Linked DNA regions of Sus scrofa: region 1 is linked to region 2. The links are chromatin contacts, called in public HiChIP or PLAC-seq maps. All regions are on one chromosome and are shown on one strand. Each heading gives the region's core, a stretch centred on a gene start, on an enhancer-like site or on the middle of the called end of the contact. The rest is flanking DNA. Distances are from core to core; before and after follow the strand shown. Region 1 holds the start of SDC3 (syndecan-3). Region 2 holds the start of LAPTM5 (lysosomal-associated transmembrane protein 5).

What was found. HiChIP or PLAC-seq counts read pairs in DNA pulled down with a chosen protein or histone mark.
Region 1: an H3K27ac HiChIP or PLAC-seq map of alveolar macrophages shows a contact between it and region 2. The contact joins the promoter of SDC3 here to the promoter of LAPTM5 in region 2. A contact is called at or near these places in 2 of 2 datasets of contacts at active chromatin or transcription factors (alveolar macrophages and skeletal muscle).

What each region holds. Positions count from the first base shown.
Region 1 is chr6:87,534,283-87,537,420 of Sscrofa11.1, reverse strand. SDC3 (syndecan-3) reads left to right here and starts at 1,732. Exons shown (of 7, transcript XM_021097601.1): 1 at 1,732-1,922; 2 at 2,429-2,537. The coding sequence starts at 1,732.
Region 2 is chr6:87,388,921-87,391,755 of Sscrofa11.1, reverse strand. LAPTM5 (lysosomal-associated transmembrane protein 5) reads left to right here and starts at 1,385. Exons shown (of 8, transcript XM_003356262.5): 1 at 1,385-1,604. The coding sequence starts at 1,518.

The sequences.
Region 1 (3,138 bases), core at 483-2,982, 150 kb before region 2:
TGTCACATTAAAATATTTAATATATTTCCACTAATCATTGACCCATGTCATACATCTATCTGGTATTAATTGATTAATTTAGCTAATATGTATTTTATGAATAATTTTTTATTTTAGAATTTTTCAAATAATTTATTTTAATTTCTTTATAAACTTTTTAAAACCTGTGTTATTCATTTTTTTCTATCTTTTTTTTTTTAAATCTTGCTTGCTCTTATAAATATGACTTCTATGTCTCTTTCCTTTTGTTCAGTTTTACAGAATAACTGGTACTTTTCTTTCATTTTAAAAATTTTAATGAAGTATATCTTTTGTTCTTTTCTCCAACTTTCTTTAGCCTTATATTTGCATTGTTTATCTTCAGCACCTCCTGGTGTAAGAAATTTTTTAAAAAAATTCTTAAAGCTATGTTCTCTTAAACTTTTGTAGGATTGGGGATCATAGAGAAGGAAAATTGGCAGCATGCTTTGGCAATAATTTATACTTCTTGATGTGTCAATATCGTCAAGATTCTTCTTCAATTAGTTATACTGTCACAGTTAACAATTTAAATCCATCCAATTTCTGACTTTAAATCTCATGTTTTACTTTTGTAAAAATAATAATAATTCCAGATAATTCATTTTTCTTCTGTTTTACGAACAGAAATACTTTCTCCTTTTATATTTACTACAGGAAGAATTTGGTTGTTTAGCAGATGTCACTGGAAGGCTGTTGCACTGTCACTTTATGTTCTTATAGACATACTAGCAAAGCTGAAATAGATATTTTCAATTCCTTTGGCGTTAGAGATATTTTACTGTTTCAATTTAAGTAAACACAGAAGAGAAAATTAGATATCCTTTAAATAAAATAATGGCTTAAGATAAACATATATAATCCATACACTTCCATCGCTGTATATTTTAGGTGGCATTAAATGGGTATTCACATATTGCAAATCCCAATTAAATGGTAACACAAACTCAAGTGGATCAACAGAGCTTAATAAACGGTGAAAAGGAGATTTAACGGCGTGTTCTGTTAGTATCTATGTAAAGGTTTGTTATGAAAGAAAACTTTGTTGACACACTCGCGATCTCTGAACTCTGCCATATAACCATTTTTGTTTAAGTACAGGAAGTTCATAGAAACAACAAGTTGACCCTATGGTCCTTTTTCTTCAGACACTTCTCTTCAGACTGTAATTTTTATATTGCTACCCCCACTGAAGCATTCTCTCTAAATTCTTTCATCGCCACCACCTTCGGTTTCCACAAAGCTCTCAGCGGACACTGTCACTTGTGTCATCCCCATCTTCTCATTTTCCATAATATGAAACACATTGTCACTTTTGGAACATTCCTTATAATGCTCCTTGTACTGTTCCCCCAGACAATGCATTCTCAATTCTTGAGTTCGTTAGTTTAAATGTATGTCTTCCACTCAGTTCCTATAGCGTGAGTTCAAATTGAAATGATAGAGTTTGTCCATGACTAATACAAAGACAGCTGGTGGTAACTGAATGCCCGCTGTGTGCTGGCCTCACTCCTCACCCCGGACACATTTCCTAACTTCTCTGGGTCTTGGCTTGTCATCTGTAAAGCGGGGACAATGTCAGAGTGCATTTTGGGGAGCAGTGCCCCGCACAGAGTCAGCTCTGCTTGAGTTCTGGTGGGGATACTGAGGTGTTCCCACTTCGGGGAGGAGGTGGTGACAGATAGCAGAGACTGAAAGCGGGGGAGGACAAAGATGGGGCTTGTCCAGGGGCGCTGGCAGGGGTGGGACCAGCCCTGCCTGAGGAAGTCGGGAAATTTCCCCAGAGGGGCCCAGGGGGCCGTGGGACCTCTGCTCCTGGGGCGGGGCAGCGGTGGACGCCTATGTGGATGGTGTTGGCAGGTGAAGGAGACCTTGAGATGCTGGGATGTGACTGCATGGCACAGGTAGGCGTGGGGGAGGGTGATCACGTGGAGCTGCGTGTGCTAGAACGTGGTGAATGCGTGCAGCTTTGAAGCCCAAGGAAAGCAGGTGGGGTAGCAGGTACAGGGGGTCAGGAGCAAGACGAAACCTGGCTCAGTTGGGGCTGGGACCAGTGTCTCTGAGGAGCAGCAGGTGGCGCTCCTGGCCTGCCCAGCCCAAAGACCCTCCCCTTTCCCTTCTCCCCAGGATGTCAGGGAGGAGGGCTGCTGCTTCCAGGGGTCTCAGAACTGGCAGGAACCTTGAAAGGGGAAGGAGGCTGTGCTCACTGCCCACACTGAGCAAGGAAACTGCCCTGATAGCTAGTTCGCTGAGCCTTGTACACCTGCCAAGACAGAGTACTCACGACCTCATGCCTTCTGTGGCCATCCAATTGCTCCAAAGCCCTTCCTTACACTGAGCTGACATCTGGCTTCTTGTACCTGCACCTAAACCCTGTTGGCCTCAGTTCTGTCCTTTGGGGGCTCCTCAGAGCCAGCTTGTTCCCTGAGCCAGTGGCAATCCGTCTGGGACGTGATGGTCCCTACATCCAGGTCCCTTACTTTATAAGAATCATCCCAGCCACCTTTACTGACCCTCCAGTACCGTGGCAGGCAGAGCTCATTTGATTGTCACAATCTGGCACTGGGCCTGGCACACACAGGCACTCAGTTTATCTTTGGATGACGAATGAATGAACGAGCAAAATGAACTCCCTGTGGTCATTTCCACATTGCAGTTGGAAAACTGAGGCTCAGAGGGGTACACTCACTTACCTAGGGTCACACAGCTCTCAACTGGCAGCCTTGAGATTTGAACCCAAGTATCTGCCCAAACCAGAGCCAGAGTTGTTCAATTCCATGCTGTGCTGCCTCAGCCAGCTCTCTACCTCTTGAGCCCCCTCAGCCCCTCTCCACCCATCTTCCCAAGGGGCCTATGGGTCAGAATTCCTACAGATTTGGGAATGGGATTCCCAGAGGCTGGGACCTCAGAATTCCCAGAGATTGCTGAAGCTCAGAGTCAGGAAGTATCCTTCCCTTCCTCCCCAAATCTCTGCCAAAGGGCAGCCAGCCTGGCTTTACCTATCTTTTAGAGAGGGGGCTCGCAATCCCTTTCAGGGAACACGGAATGGGTGGGGTTCTGCCTAATGTGGAGCTGACCTTTCTGCTCTGGACCTCCTCTCAAGGTGAAAGTCAAGTCCAG
Region 2 (2,835 bases), core at 136-2,635:
TGCTCCATTGGCTACCCAGCCAGGAAGTGCCAGGATTTGAACCCAGGCATGAGCCTTGGGACCAAGGTGTTAACCACTATACTGTACCAACTTTATGATGCCTGGTCTCAGCAAGGCAAAAAAAAAAAAAAAAAGAAAAAGAAAAAGAAAAAGACAGGCTTGAAAATGAAGCAGGGAAGGGCTTAGCCAGGTCACCCAGGAGCCCCAGGCTTGTAGAGACCTCTTGGTGTCATTGGCAAACAGAAAAAGTTTTGATCAAGTCCCCCAACCACATTTTGTAGGTCCCACAGAGAAACTCCTGCCAAGGAGAGGAGCTTAGAGAACTTTTATAACCTCTCCTGGTGCAGAGATGATGGGCAGCTATAGTGGCCAATCCTAACTGCATGAGCTCATGAGAGGGTGGGACTTCACGGCAGGTCCGGCTGTGTTCTCCACTGGACGTTTCACTTAGCAAGTGAGCTCAGTGTCTAGACAGAACAGGCTTCTGATGGGAATTCTGCAAATGCCTCATGCTCCCTTCCTTTATTGCAGTGTGGATGGATAACTTCTCGTGGGAGAAGGGAGTATACATCCCAGGGTAGATTGCTTAGTAGTCACAGTAGATTAATTCCAGCTTCTCCTAAGAGTGAGGGGGGAAATCCCTGATTGCGCAGGAGCAGTAGGGGGCCTCGAGGCTCACAAAGGAGGGCTTGACTGCAGGTCTCCCAGGTTACTGTGAGGCATCAGTGACCCAGCAGTGGGAAGAGCCTAGCCCAGGGCCTGACCAATAGTTGATGGGTTTGCTCAGCAATTATTCTTGTCCTGGTTCGGACAGAGTTTAGGAAGACATGCTTCTCTCCAAGGCTGGGGGTAGCGTGAAAACACCAGCCCTGAGGGGGCAGCTTCTAGCACCAGTCAAGCCTCGGCTTAAATCCCTATTCCTCTTCGGGTTAGCTGTGTGACTTCAGACAAATCACTTTCCCCCTCTGTGCCCTAGTTTCTTCATCTGTAAAACAGGAATAATAACAGTACCTCCCTCAAAGGATCGAGGAGCGCATCCGGGAACAGCCTTAGAACACAGAGGAACTACTAGACAATAGCTTTTGTAGCCCGACAGGCCTGGGTTGGAATCCTGCCCGCCCACGCTAACTGCTGTGTGATTTGGGGTGAATACCTTGACCTCTCTGGACCTCTGTGTCTCTGGCTGGATGTGGGATTGGTGACAGTCCCTGCTTCCAAGGATGGTGGTGAGTGTCCTGTATATAACCCCTTACCCGCCAGCCCTGGCACGTGGTAGGCACTGATGGTGCGAGGGTCTGCCCTCCCTGGTGGAGCCCCTCCCCAAAGTGGCAGGGGCCGCCTGTCATGCTCGATGGGGCCCTTCCCTGCTGCCCCGCCCCAGCTGTGACGCCTTTGCCCCTGCCTGTCTGAAGGGCAGGAAGGAAGTGAGGAAGGCAGCCGGCGGCTTCCCCTTTTCTGCCCTGCTCCAGGCGCCCAACTCCTTCCCTGCCAGCGCCTCGAGGAGGGGAGGTGGCACCATGAGCACCCGCACGGCCGCCACCCGCCAGACCTGCTGCTGCTTCAATGTCCGCATCGCCACCACTGCTCTGGCCGTCTACCATGTGGTGAGTGTGTGGGCAGCTGGGGGACAGCCGGTGTGCTTGTGAGAGCAGCACCCCTCCAATGGGAGGACCCCCTCTTCGTGGAACCCTGGACAAAGCCCTTCCCAGCTCTGGGCCTCGGCCTCCCACTCTGTCAGAAGAGGGAAGGGGGCCCAGCGGCAGCGGGCGAAGCGAGCAGCGGCGGGAGGAGGGGGTCCTTATTCTAAGCGAATGAATGCAAGTTCGGGTCCTCTCTGAGGCTCCGTTTGGGCCTCGGTGCAAAGGGACAGCTGTGAAGTCTTCCAGGTACAGACGGAGCAGCAGATGTGAAAGTGCTTTGGGAGCCAGAAATCTTGGGAGAAACGCAGGCTGGGATCGTAGCCAGGATATGGGGTCAGGTCACAGGCCCTGGCTTCCCCCCTTCCCCTGGGGCCTGGGCTGCTGGAAGGGACGAGAAGGACTCTCCCCTTTGTGCTTCTAGAGAGGCGGGAGAGGGCAGAGTCCTCTCGGCTTCCAGCTTCTGGGACAAGCCTCCTCCCCACCAAAGACAGCTCCATCTTGCATGGACGAGCAGGGTGACTTGACGGGCCCGAGGTCCTGGGGGGCCAGCCTAGGGGAATGGGCCCAGCGGGTCTCTTTTGGAGGCTGGTGTGCACAGGCAGGTTTGGAGTCTGTGTCATTAACTCAGAATGACCCTGGGGCTGGAGGCTCCCCCTTTGTCTTGGTGCCTGAAGGTTGGGGTCTCTGTTCTGCTTTGCCCAGACCCATCCCCCACTCCATGACTTCGAGCCACACCCAGTTCCCCTGCTCCCCAGCCCCCAACCCTGTGCCTCCCTCCCAGGGTGACTCAGGGCCTGTGGTTAACAGTTCTTTTATGAGCCTGGAAGGGCTTCCTCAAAATTAGCCTAAATCCGGCCTGCTTCGGTGGGCTGTTGTAAACTGCTCAGACCTGGCTGCATCTGCTTCCTGTCACAGGCTGAGCAGGCAGGGCTGTGGCTAGACCCCAGCCTGCAGAGGGCTGGGGCTATTCAGGGCTCAGTGCACAGTCTCTGGATCTAGATTCCTGTGTGCCAAATCCTGGCCTCATCCCTTCCTAGCTGTGCAGCCTCTGGCTGCTTACTTAACCTCTCTGAATGTCAGTTTGTCATCTAAAAAAATGGGCCCGAGACTAATAATGCATCTTTGGTCACTGTGAGGATCAAGGGAGTAAATATATGCAAGGCACGTAGCAGAGCTTGACAGGTAGTTGAGTATT